Regions from separate parts of the Sus scrofa genome. Here region 1 is linked to region 2. The links are chromatin contacts, called in public HiChIP or PLAC-seq maps. All regions are on one chromosome and are shown on one strand. Each heading gives the region's core, a stretch centred on a gene start, on an enhancer-like site or on the middle of the called end of the contact. The rest is flanking DNA. Distances are from core to core; before and after follow the strand shown.

The links. HiChIP or PLAC-seq counts read pairs in DNA pulled down with a chosen protein or histone mark.
Region 1: a contact with region 2 is called in an H3K27ac HiChIP or PLAC-seq map of alveolar macrophages. The contact joins the promoter of PCM1 here to the enhancer-like site in region 2. A contact is called at or near these places in 9 of 47 Hi-C or Micro-C datasets (alveolar macrophages, embryonic fibroblasts, heart right ventricle and 5 more) and 2 of 2 datasets of contacts at active chromatin or transcription factors (alveolar macrophages and skeletal muscle).

What each region holds. Positions count from the first base shown.
Region 1 is chr17:5,595,388-5,600,033 of Sscrofa11.1, reverse strand. PCM1 (pericentriolar material 1 protein) reads right to left here and starts at 3,035. Exons shown (of 41, transcript XM_021077917.1): 1 at 2,698-3,035. FGL1 (fibrinogen-like protein 1) reads left to right here and starts at 3,600. Exons shown (of 8, transcript XM_021077952.1): 1 at 3,600-3,671.
Region 2 is chr17:5,054,501-5,059,678 of Sscrofa11.1, reverse strand. MTMR7 (myotubularin-related protein 7) reads left to right here. Exons shown (of 15, transcript XM_003134197.6): 6 at 3,053-3,181. Among named protein-coding and RNA genes, the nearest start is that of MTMR7, 65 kb to the left of the region's middle. Within about 2 kb of position 3,123, at least 5 of the 83 cell types and tissues checked have an H3K27ac peak or open chromatin away from gene starts, as enhancers often do. A contact at or near this core is called in alveolar macrophages, where this site is marked.

The sequences.
Region 1 (4,646 bases), core at 1,786-4,285, 540 kb before region 2:
TCTAAAGTGAGTTTCACTCAGTTGCCTTATATCTTTATTCTATTTTATCCATCTTCCCTAATGTGTTAAAAGGAAAATTATTTTAACTGATTTTATAACTCTTTATTTTATTCAATGACAGTTACGCATGCCAGTGTTAAGAACTCTAATACAGAAACTCACATTTGACCTTTCCCAGTCCCACTTTTCTTGTCTTATTCTATTACACTCTGTCAATTAAAAAAAAAGAATTATGATTAAGATATGAATGGACAATACATTTTCTCATGATAGCTTATTTCATAAGGGAGCTGAAGATTTGTCTGCTTTCCTCTAAAGCTAGGACATATGAAACATATTTTGAAAATGGGCTATCTTAAAATTTTAACAGTAGAATTAAATTCTTGGGTTTTTTTTTAAAGAGAAATTATTGCTAAAATGCCTTGAACATAAATTTATTCTAATCTCATTCTTTAGTCATTTAATTTCGAAATGGTTAGCAATTACTTTGCATTCCCTCAGTGAACCTACACTGGCTTTTTTTTTTCTGCTGGTCAGAGAATACATAACCAGCATCTGACAATGCATAAAAACTAATGTTTAAAATAATTTTAGATGGCTAAAAAACAAAACAAAAACAAAAACTCCAGTCAAAAGTATACATAATAAGCTCAAAAAGTAGAGGAGTTTGTGAATTAAAAAAAAAAAAAGCCAATTAATAGAAAAGTTGTAGAGGATGACTTAAGATTAAATGACTCTGGAACAAGAAGCTATCCAAATAGTTGTTATAGGACACAGTTAAATTCAATGGGCTGAAGAAATTCTGTGAAGACAAAGACATTTTGAATGGTACTGCATAAACTATTCTAGTATTTAATAATTAGGAATAATATGGCTTTTTTCTAACAAAAGTAGGAAAGCATACCAAATTGGCAGGCTTTTTAAAAAGCAGGAGAAACAGGGCAGCAAACCTGGACTGTTTACTACATAGAGAGAGCCCTCAACCATGCACTGGTATTTTGATAGCAGCCTCCATCATAAAGTCCTCTACTATAATAGGAAGACCAACAACATATATAATGATGTCAAATTACCTGTTTAGAAACTAGTTTTTGCTTTCCTACTTCAGGCTGCAAAGCTGCTGTCGGCTTATGATTTAAAAAAACAAACACTTCAGTAAATTCTATACTTACACTATGAAGCACAGAATAACAAACACTATATTTATAGCCTAAAGTATGTCTAGAAAATCGACAGGAAAGGAAAAATTTATTAATATTTTAAACTCAACTTACTTTAATCCTTTAGGAATACAATGTGGTATACATAAATGTTTAAATCCTCCAAACGTGTAAGATTCTACCAAATAACAATGTGATATCTTAATATCTACTAATGCAATTATCATGTAAAGATCCATGCCAAAGCTTTATTCTTCGGATTGATCAAGTCATTAACTCCCTGTCACTCAAAACTACTGCAGAACTTTGCATACTCGTTATTGAAAAAATTTTATTTTTTTCATAAAGCTAGCTAGCTACTTTATTAAAACAAAACAAAAACAAAACCCTCGACGCTACATAAACACAAGGTTTACTTTTCAAGGTTTACTTTCTTAGTTTCAAAAACTAAGAATTACAATGGTTTCCAGTGGCCCTCACTGGGAAGGTGAAAGGGAAAGAGAGGAGCAGGTGCACCCGAAGCTTTACAACACCCACTCCAGTAACCAGAGAATACCAGAAGGCGGAGTCTGGAAGGTAGTTATGGGGCGGGGGTGGAAGGGGCACTCAGAAAGCCCGCTTCTTCTGACGCCAAAACACGATCCGTCACCCACAGAACCCAAGACACAGACAGACCTCGAATCGGTCCAAAAAAAAAAAAAAAAAAATCCAGACATGGCGATCGTGACGAAATTGAGGCGCGGGCGGCGGGATTAAAAATTCGGCCGGTCCACCTCCCAAGCAGGACTTTCCACCTAATTCCCAAACGTCAGTTTCTGCAAAGCTAGCAACGTTCCCCAAATCCCACTTGGCATTTAGTTTTCCCCTCTCTGGGCCGATCCGAACTGACCTGCAGTCAGGGATGGCGGGGGGAGGGAAGAGCTAGGAAATTTAACATTCCCGTCGCCAGCATAAAACCCCTCTTGGCCAAACTCAGGAACGCCTCCCCCGGCCCTTCCGCTCCAAGAACACCCGAGACAGCAAAAACGCCGCTGCTCACAGCCCAACCCCCAAATCGCGTCGCTCCTCATCCGCCCTTCGCCACCCCAAATTCTGGACATCCAGAGCCCCACAGAATGGAATCTAGGGGGAAGAGGGGAGAGCAGAAGCGCAGTGATGAAGGCCCCTGGCTATGAAAAACTAGACTCCCCGCCCCTGGCAATCAAACCGCAGCCCCCTACTCCGTTTCCTCCCCTCGCAACGGACATTCCTGGAACTCCCGAGGCGCAGGGCGGCCTCCTCCGCGGGCAAGAAAGAGAGAGGGGCGGGGAGGCTAGAAGGGAGTTCCGAAAACGCCACTGCGTCTCCAGAAGCGTACCCCGAGATTGCGTCGGTCCGTCCGGAGTAGGGGCGGGCTGCCTGCCCAGCAGACTGGAAGCAAGAGGACCCAGGAGCCCAGACCCAGGCCCTCCAGGGTCAAGCGTGTCAGGGCCGTCGCTCTCCCGCCCAGAGCCGCGCTACCCTCGGTTGCCAAGGGCTGAGGACGCGCAGGCATTACCTGTAAACGAAGCACAAGCTCCTGCCAAGAGCGGAGGAGCGGTCGCTCCCACGCCCCGCCACCGGCAGCGGTCTTCCCTTCGAGTCCGAGCCAGGGAGAGTCCCCAAGTTCCCTGGCTGCTCAGGGCCCAATGGCCGCCTCTTCTACTTCAGCTACTCGGCGCCAACCGCCGCAGCCACCGCCATCTTAGGATCTCATTGTGGTGGGAGAAGAGGGGCGGGGGGACTGCAGAGGGGCAACGGGAGGGGAGACATGCGCCGTCTCCGCGGCAACGGCCGCGCGGGGGCGAAACTCGCCCGGGCGGGAGCTACAGTGTGATCCACGCTCTAGACTGGAGTCATGTGATCCGCTGGAGTCTATGGTGTCACCTCTGGCAGCGGTGCCTATTGCACAAACGAGCCACTGGAGACTACATATCCCAGAATGCCAGGTCAACCTGAGGTTATACGCGCCCGCTCAGCCGCCCGAAAGAAATGACTACAAGTCCCAACATGCTGTGCGCTTCGGGCGCCGATCGCCCTGCCAGGGGCTGGAGGCCCTGACGGAAGTGGGTTGACTTCCGCCTCAGGCAGCTGGGAAATGCGCGGAGGCGCGTAGTGGTTTCCGTGGGGCTTCCAGCTCCGGGTTGTGCTTGCTGGAAAGGAAAGACTAAAGACTAAAGCTGGGCATCGCTCTCCTGTTCCCTGTCCACCAAGAGCTTCCTCACAGGAAGGTTGAAAACAAAAGCGCCCGTGCAATCTGGTCCTAAGTTTACACGTGAGGAAAATCCCATGAGTTAATTGGAGGAACATCATACAGCTGGTCAAGGATAGAGTCACACATGTTAATAATTAACACCGCCTTGGATTAATGCCCTACTTTTTCCTTTGAAGAACCAGCTGACCTTCATCAAAATTTAGTATCCAGAAGTTTTCTCTAAGACTATGGTCTTTGAATTCTTTTTTTATTCTTCTCTCAGCAGCGACACTTTTAAGGTTAGTTTATTTACACATTCTCCCTTAAAATGCTAGGGAATGCAAATTTGTTCGCGGGAAGCATAGTGAAGTCAAACAGAGAAATCATTTTGGAGCAGAGAAAAGTTAATTTTAGGGCCATGCAAAGAGAAGGGTGGCTCGTGCTGCTAAAACATGGAACTCTGTAAAGAGTTTTGGCAAAGCATTTTTAAAAGCCAGGTAAGGGAAGGGAGTTGCAGGGTGTGTGTTCAGCTCCTGCACAGCTCTCTGGTTGAAGGTGAAGTAACAGCGTGGTGTCTTCCGGGTTGACATCAATCCTTAGGCTCCAGGAGGCTAGAGGGCCATGGGCTCATTGTCATCAAGTAGTTAACATCGTGCGTTTTGTGGGAGGTTTTCACATCTGTAAAACAACTCTGAAAATGTGCATCAGATACTGTTATCTAGGTACTTCAGAGAGGAGCTAAAGCAGAGGATATGGGGGGAAAGACGTGCCCCCAAGGCCCCACAGGGTCCTACTTCATTACAAACCCCAAAAATATGGTCAAGTGACAACGCCTGTGTGGCTATCTGAAAATTTTGAAATGCTAGTCAATTTTTCTTGCATGCAAGGACATTGTTTTTTTAAGACCGTTTGTAATTGTGGGATAATTTTGTTTTACGCAAAATAAGAATAGGAAGAATGAAGAATGGCATCTGGGTTCCAACAGCAAATTGTTCTGTTACCAATAGAAATTTTTTCACAAAAGCAGTTAATAGAACTGCATCTCAGTACATAATTCAGATAAAACCCTTCCTGCTGCTGTAATTTGCAGCTGAATCCAGGTTCCATTCCAGTACAGTGATCTTTGACACTGTTTATTTGTCATACTTTTTTTTGGCCAGAGTGTGTAGTGGCTTGACATGGGATCTCAGTTCCCAGACCAAGGACTGAATCCATGCCATAGTGGTGAAAGCACTAAGTCCTAACCACTAGACTACTAGGGAACTCCCTGAGGT
Region 2 (5,178 bases), core at 1,874-4,373:
AGGCTAATTTTCATCATCATCTCTGTCATCGTTCGTCTTAAAAAGGCCAAGCGAGACATGTCAGTATTCTCGGCAGGCTAATTTATTTAGTGGAGAACAAAGAAAGTCACTCCTTATTAGTTTTTAATAAAACATGCAGAATGGTTTTAATTTAACCCACTTCTGTTGGCTAAGACAGAGTGAATGTAAAGCAAATTTGAAATTCAAGTATTTCCCACTTTTCTGAACTTCTCATATTCTCTCTGAATTTTCTTACGTAATTTTCTGCACCAGACAGAATTTTGGGAGGCTCATTGAGTGGTCTCAGAATCCACACTGCACGAGCTTGTTGCAAAACCAATAGCCACCAGTGCTCCCCAGGATCATTCTATTTCCACTGGGAAGGGCTGTCCACTTTCATGAAAGTGGGACGAATTTACTTTTGTCCAGTTTGGTTAAGAAGTGACATCTTGAACCTGAATTAGCTGGCACCCCAAGTCTATTTTCTGAAGGCATTTTAATTTCTCTTAGAGTTTCCCACGTAGAACTCGCCAACGCCTCATATTTAAGCACTGATTCTGGGGTCTCTGGGGACCCAAGAGTTCCTGCGCTTATGATGTTCTGCTCCTAGCTGGGTGGTCAGGCGTCAGGTGCAGCCTGACTGCTGACCACGGGCTTGGGTCGTTGAACTCTTGGCCCTGGGACGTGCCAGCCCCACAGGCCCACCTTTTCCTACTCTGCAGAGAGGGAGAGCCCTGTGACCCCAGAGGGCAGGAGGTCTTCCCTGCTGTCCTCAAGAAGAGCAGGGACCCTGAGCGGACCAACCTCATTTAGGTCTCGGGTAGGTTGGAGCCGCAAGCGTGGAGGAGAGTGGTCTCTGGTGTTGCCATTCTGTTATCGTTCCCTTATCAGTAGTGGTGCACGTGGGGCTGTGACCTGAGCCAAGCCGGCTCAGGCCTGGGGAGGCCATAAATGGACCCGGGGGGAGCTCCAGCACTTCCTGCTCACCTCTGTGCTATTCCCAAAAGCCAAGGCCCCACGTGATAAACATCTAGGAATCTCATCCATGACTTTATTATTCTTATTTTGCATAATCATAAATAACTTGGCAGTTCGTTAGTGCTGTCATCACGAAGTAAGTAGGGAATGCCCAACTTACTGAAAACCTACTGATTTCCTTTTTCAAACTGTAATTTTAGGAAAATGTCCTAAGGCTGGTGCAGTGACTACATGTCTCTTGAACTCAGACGCGCAGGTGTGGTCTGTGTAGTAAGGGTCTAACTGACTGACTTCACAGAGGTCCGGACGCCAGATTTGCAGGGGAAGGAAGGGGAGTGTCTGTGGCATTCGTTCCAGGAAACAGGTTCCAAGTGGCTTGGGTCATCTGTTCTTGGTCCCGGGATTTTCCTCCAGAGTCTTGGTGCCAGAGCCCACATTGACAGCTTTGGTGATCTTTGCCGAAATGACTTTGGGAGATGCTGAAATCACACTTAGGGTCTGAGAATGTCACTTCTGTGGCCCTTCTGTCTCCTGCTGTGTGGTTCAGCAGTCTGGGAACTGGTGAAGGCAGGAGGGCAGGCGAGGGAGGGTGTCATCACAGAACAATTGATGTGAGCTTCGCAGTGGGTTTTCATTCTCTTCACCCCCATTGTTTGGAGTGGTTGGGACGGCAGGGCTGTGAGCGGACATGCAGAGGCAGCATTTCCCCTGTGCTGCACCTGCGTGAGGATCCTCTTAGATGCTCCAGAAGGTGCTTAACTTCTAGGAAATAAAGTTCTGGAACTGCCATCTAAATGGTCCTCATGTTGCAAAAAGATGGATTGGCTACCATTGAAGCAAAATGTGTGTCCAGCAACAGGTCAACTGCTATTTCTGTTGTCACCACTCCCATTTCTGTCAGACTTAATGGTTTAGGAAGAGTTTTGTCATGGGTGTTACCTGATCTGATCCTTATATCAGCCCCATGGAACATCATTTCTGTTCTGTATCAGTTTTTAAGAGTAGCACGTGCTCCGTGGTTTGACTTCCAAGGGTAGTGAAGTTGGCAAATCAGAGCCATGTTTTAAACCACTATTTCTGACACAATCCAGAGATTGTTCCAAGGCACCAGGGCTTCCACTGTGGGAATTGTTCCTAGAGGTGCACGAAATGCGTGAATCACTTCTTACCACTTATAAAGTTGGCACATAAGAAACCAGAAGCCAGAGTTCCTACTGTGGCTCAGTGGTAACAAACCCGACTAGTATCCACGAGAATGAAAGTTCGATCTCTGGCCTTGCTCAGTGGATTAAGGATCCAGTGTTGCCGTGAGCTGTGGTGTAGGTCACAGATGCAGCTCGGATCCTGCGTTGCTGTGGCTGTATCATAGGGTGGCAGCTGCATCTCTGATTCAGCCCGTAGCCTGGGAACTTACATGTGCTGCTGTGCCCTCCCCCACCTCCCAACAAAAAAAAGAAAAATAAGAAACCAGAAGCTGTTATAATTGTAGTAATGGGTGGAATGTTGGGAGCTCACGTGAGAGGAATTATGTTGACCCGTAGAGTGGGTGAGCTTTGGGAGGATGGAGGGAGGGGTCTGAGAGGGCATGGGCTCCACCTGCCGCTCAGATGGGAGTACATGTAGGGTGTACCAAGGATAGGAGGGTGCCCTAAGAAGGTCACCACGGATGCTGGCATTTTAGGACGTTGTCGGCTAGTCTCAGGCCATCTTTCAGCCAAAGCAGACAGCTAAAGTTTTCCCAGCTGCCAGGAGGCAGAATTTCAATTTGTCCCTTTTGGATGAAAGAAATGCTTGTTTGTCACTATCTTGCCTCCCACGAAGAGCCCTTGGAGAGAAGGGCCGTGCACGAGGGCAGGATGTGAAAGAGTGTCTTGCTTTGCTTCCCCATGTTTTCATAGAACCAGCATTTCATTTCTCTGAAGTGGCTTTTAGTTTCCTCAAAATAGCGTCTCTGTAACTTGGATAAGAAAACTTAAATATGCAGCCTATAAGCTCAGTGACATGGAATTTCTGGTGGCAGTGTGCGAAAGCATGACTGGATTGCCTAAAACCCCCACTGTGTTTTCCACGACAGGTTTGTGATTCTTACCCTACCGAACTGTATGTTCCCAAGTCAGCCACGGCACACATCATAGTGGGGAGTTCCAAATTCCGGAGCAGACGGCGGTTTCCTGCCCTTTCTTACTACTATAGAGATAACCACGTAAGTCTCAAGGCATGCTTTTGTTTCATGCTTTGCTTTTCTTATTTTATTATAAACAGGCATTTTCCAGGGGCCTTCTGCTGTGCCTGTGGGCTTGAATGCTTTCTGAAGTGTGTGTGACACGACAGAATACCACTGTGCTCAAACCTAACGTCATGTAGAAGTTGAGTTGCCATGTTTGACACTAAAGGAGTGGAATGGAGTCAGAACACACGTAGACTTTTTTTTTTTTTTTTGCCTTTTTTTGGGGCCACACCTGCAGCATGTAGAGGTTTCCAGGCTAAGGATCGAATCAGAGCTACAGCTGCCAGCCTACATCACAGCCACAGCAACACTAGATCTGAGTCGCATCTTTGATCTACACCACAGCTCATGGCAGCGCCAGATCCTTAACCCACTGGTCGAGGCCAGGGATCGAACCTTCCTCCTCATGGATGCTAGTCAGATTCATTTCCACTGAGCTATGATGGGAACTCCATAACACACCAGCCTTTTTAACTGATCACCTTGGGAGGCTCTGCGTTGGAGAACCTTTGGACTGCCCAGTTTAGAAAAGTCCCCCAAAGCCCCGGCACATTCTTTTTTTTAAAGGCATTTTTAAAAAAATATCATCAGCTTAAAAAATAGTTCCTTGGGTTACATAGGTTTACAATTTGTCTGCAATTAAAAGAGACCCTATGTAACAATGGCATCAACAGAATAGAACTTTATTTTCTCTCTGCTTTAGAAGTCATTTGACTTCACCCAGGCAAAAAAAGTTTGTTTTTCAGGTTAGATAATATAGCCTCATTTGGCATTGAATCCAAAATTTTGAATCAGGAAATATTTTGCCTGCATTCCATTCTTGGCTTCTCCAGTTACTAGCTATGTGACGTTAGGCAAGTTACTTTACCTCTCTGTGCTTGATGGTCTCCTCTGTCATAAAATGGAGCAAATGATAAATCTTACTGTATGTCTTAATTGGGAAGATTAAATAAAAAACACAGAGTTCTTATAATAGTGCCCACCACATAGTAAGCATTCAAAAAATACTGGCTATTTTAATTACTAGTAGCCCTTTACATGAGGCTCTCATGCCAGTTTACTGTTGAGGTGTTTGACCTCCGCTCTCAAGTGGCTGACATCTGTAAGAGATGCTGCCAGGCAGTGGGGAGGTCCTTTCCACAGTCTGACTATCTGGGGTGTGGGTAGGGTAGGCAAGAGCACTGGAGACTACTGACCCTCTCTGCAAAGTGGGCAGCTCTGCTGATAGTCACAGAGTCAGTGATGCAGTCTGTTTGGAGCCTGTCTATAGATTATTAAGAACATGTAATTACTAAAATATTAAATGCAGTCTGTTTAATCTATACTGTTTGATTGATCAATTACATTTCATAGTGTATATGAAACTCTGTTCTGACCTAATCCTCCCCTTAAAACTGCTCTCAGACTGAAGGTGATTAGTAATGGTTTGTCTCATTAGGAAATGAAACAAACTGGTCTCGTTTCCTAATTGGAGACCCACCACTTGAGTGAGTTTAGGTGTGCTGTGTGCTTTCTCAGACAAATCTCACCACTTAAATATGTTCTCTTCTGGGAGTTCCCGTTGTGGCTCAGGAGGTTAAGAATCTGACTAGTATCCATGAGGATGCGGGTTTGATCCCTGGCCTCACTCAGTGGGTTAAGGATCTGGCATTGTGATGGCTGTGGTATAGGCCAGCAGCTGCAACTCTAATTTGCCCCCTAGCCTGGGAACTTCCACATCCCGTGGGTGCAGCCGTAAAAAGCAAAAAATAAAAAACATTCTCTTCCTCACCTAGCTTTCTGAAGGAATCTAAGAAATGGCCTGGCGATAGCTGTCCTTAATTAGTATTTCTTTAGCCCAGATAAAGGCAGTCAGCATTTTTCTCTGCTCCTGTCAGAGCAGGTGGCTGACCCAACCCCTCTAAAGGCCAGAAGTCACAAGAAGCCCAGATGAAGCACAGTGAGAGCCATCTGTGACGATTTGCTTTCTGTCT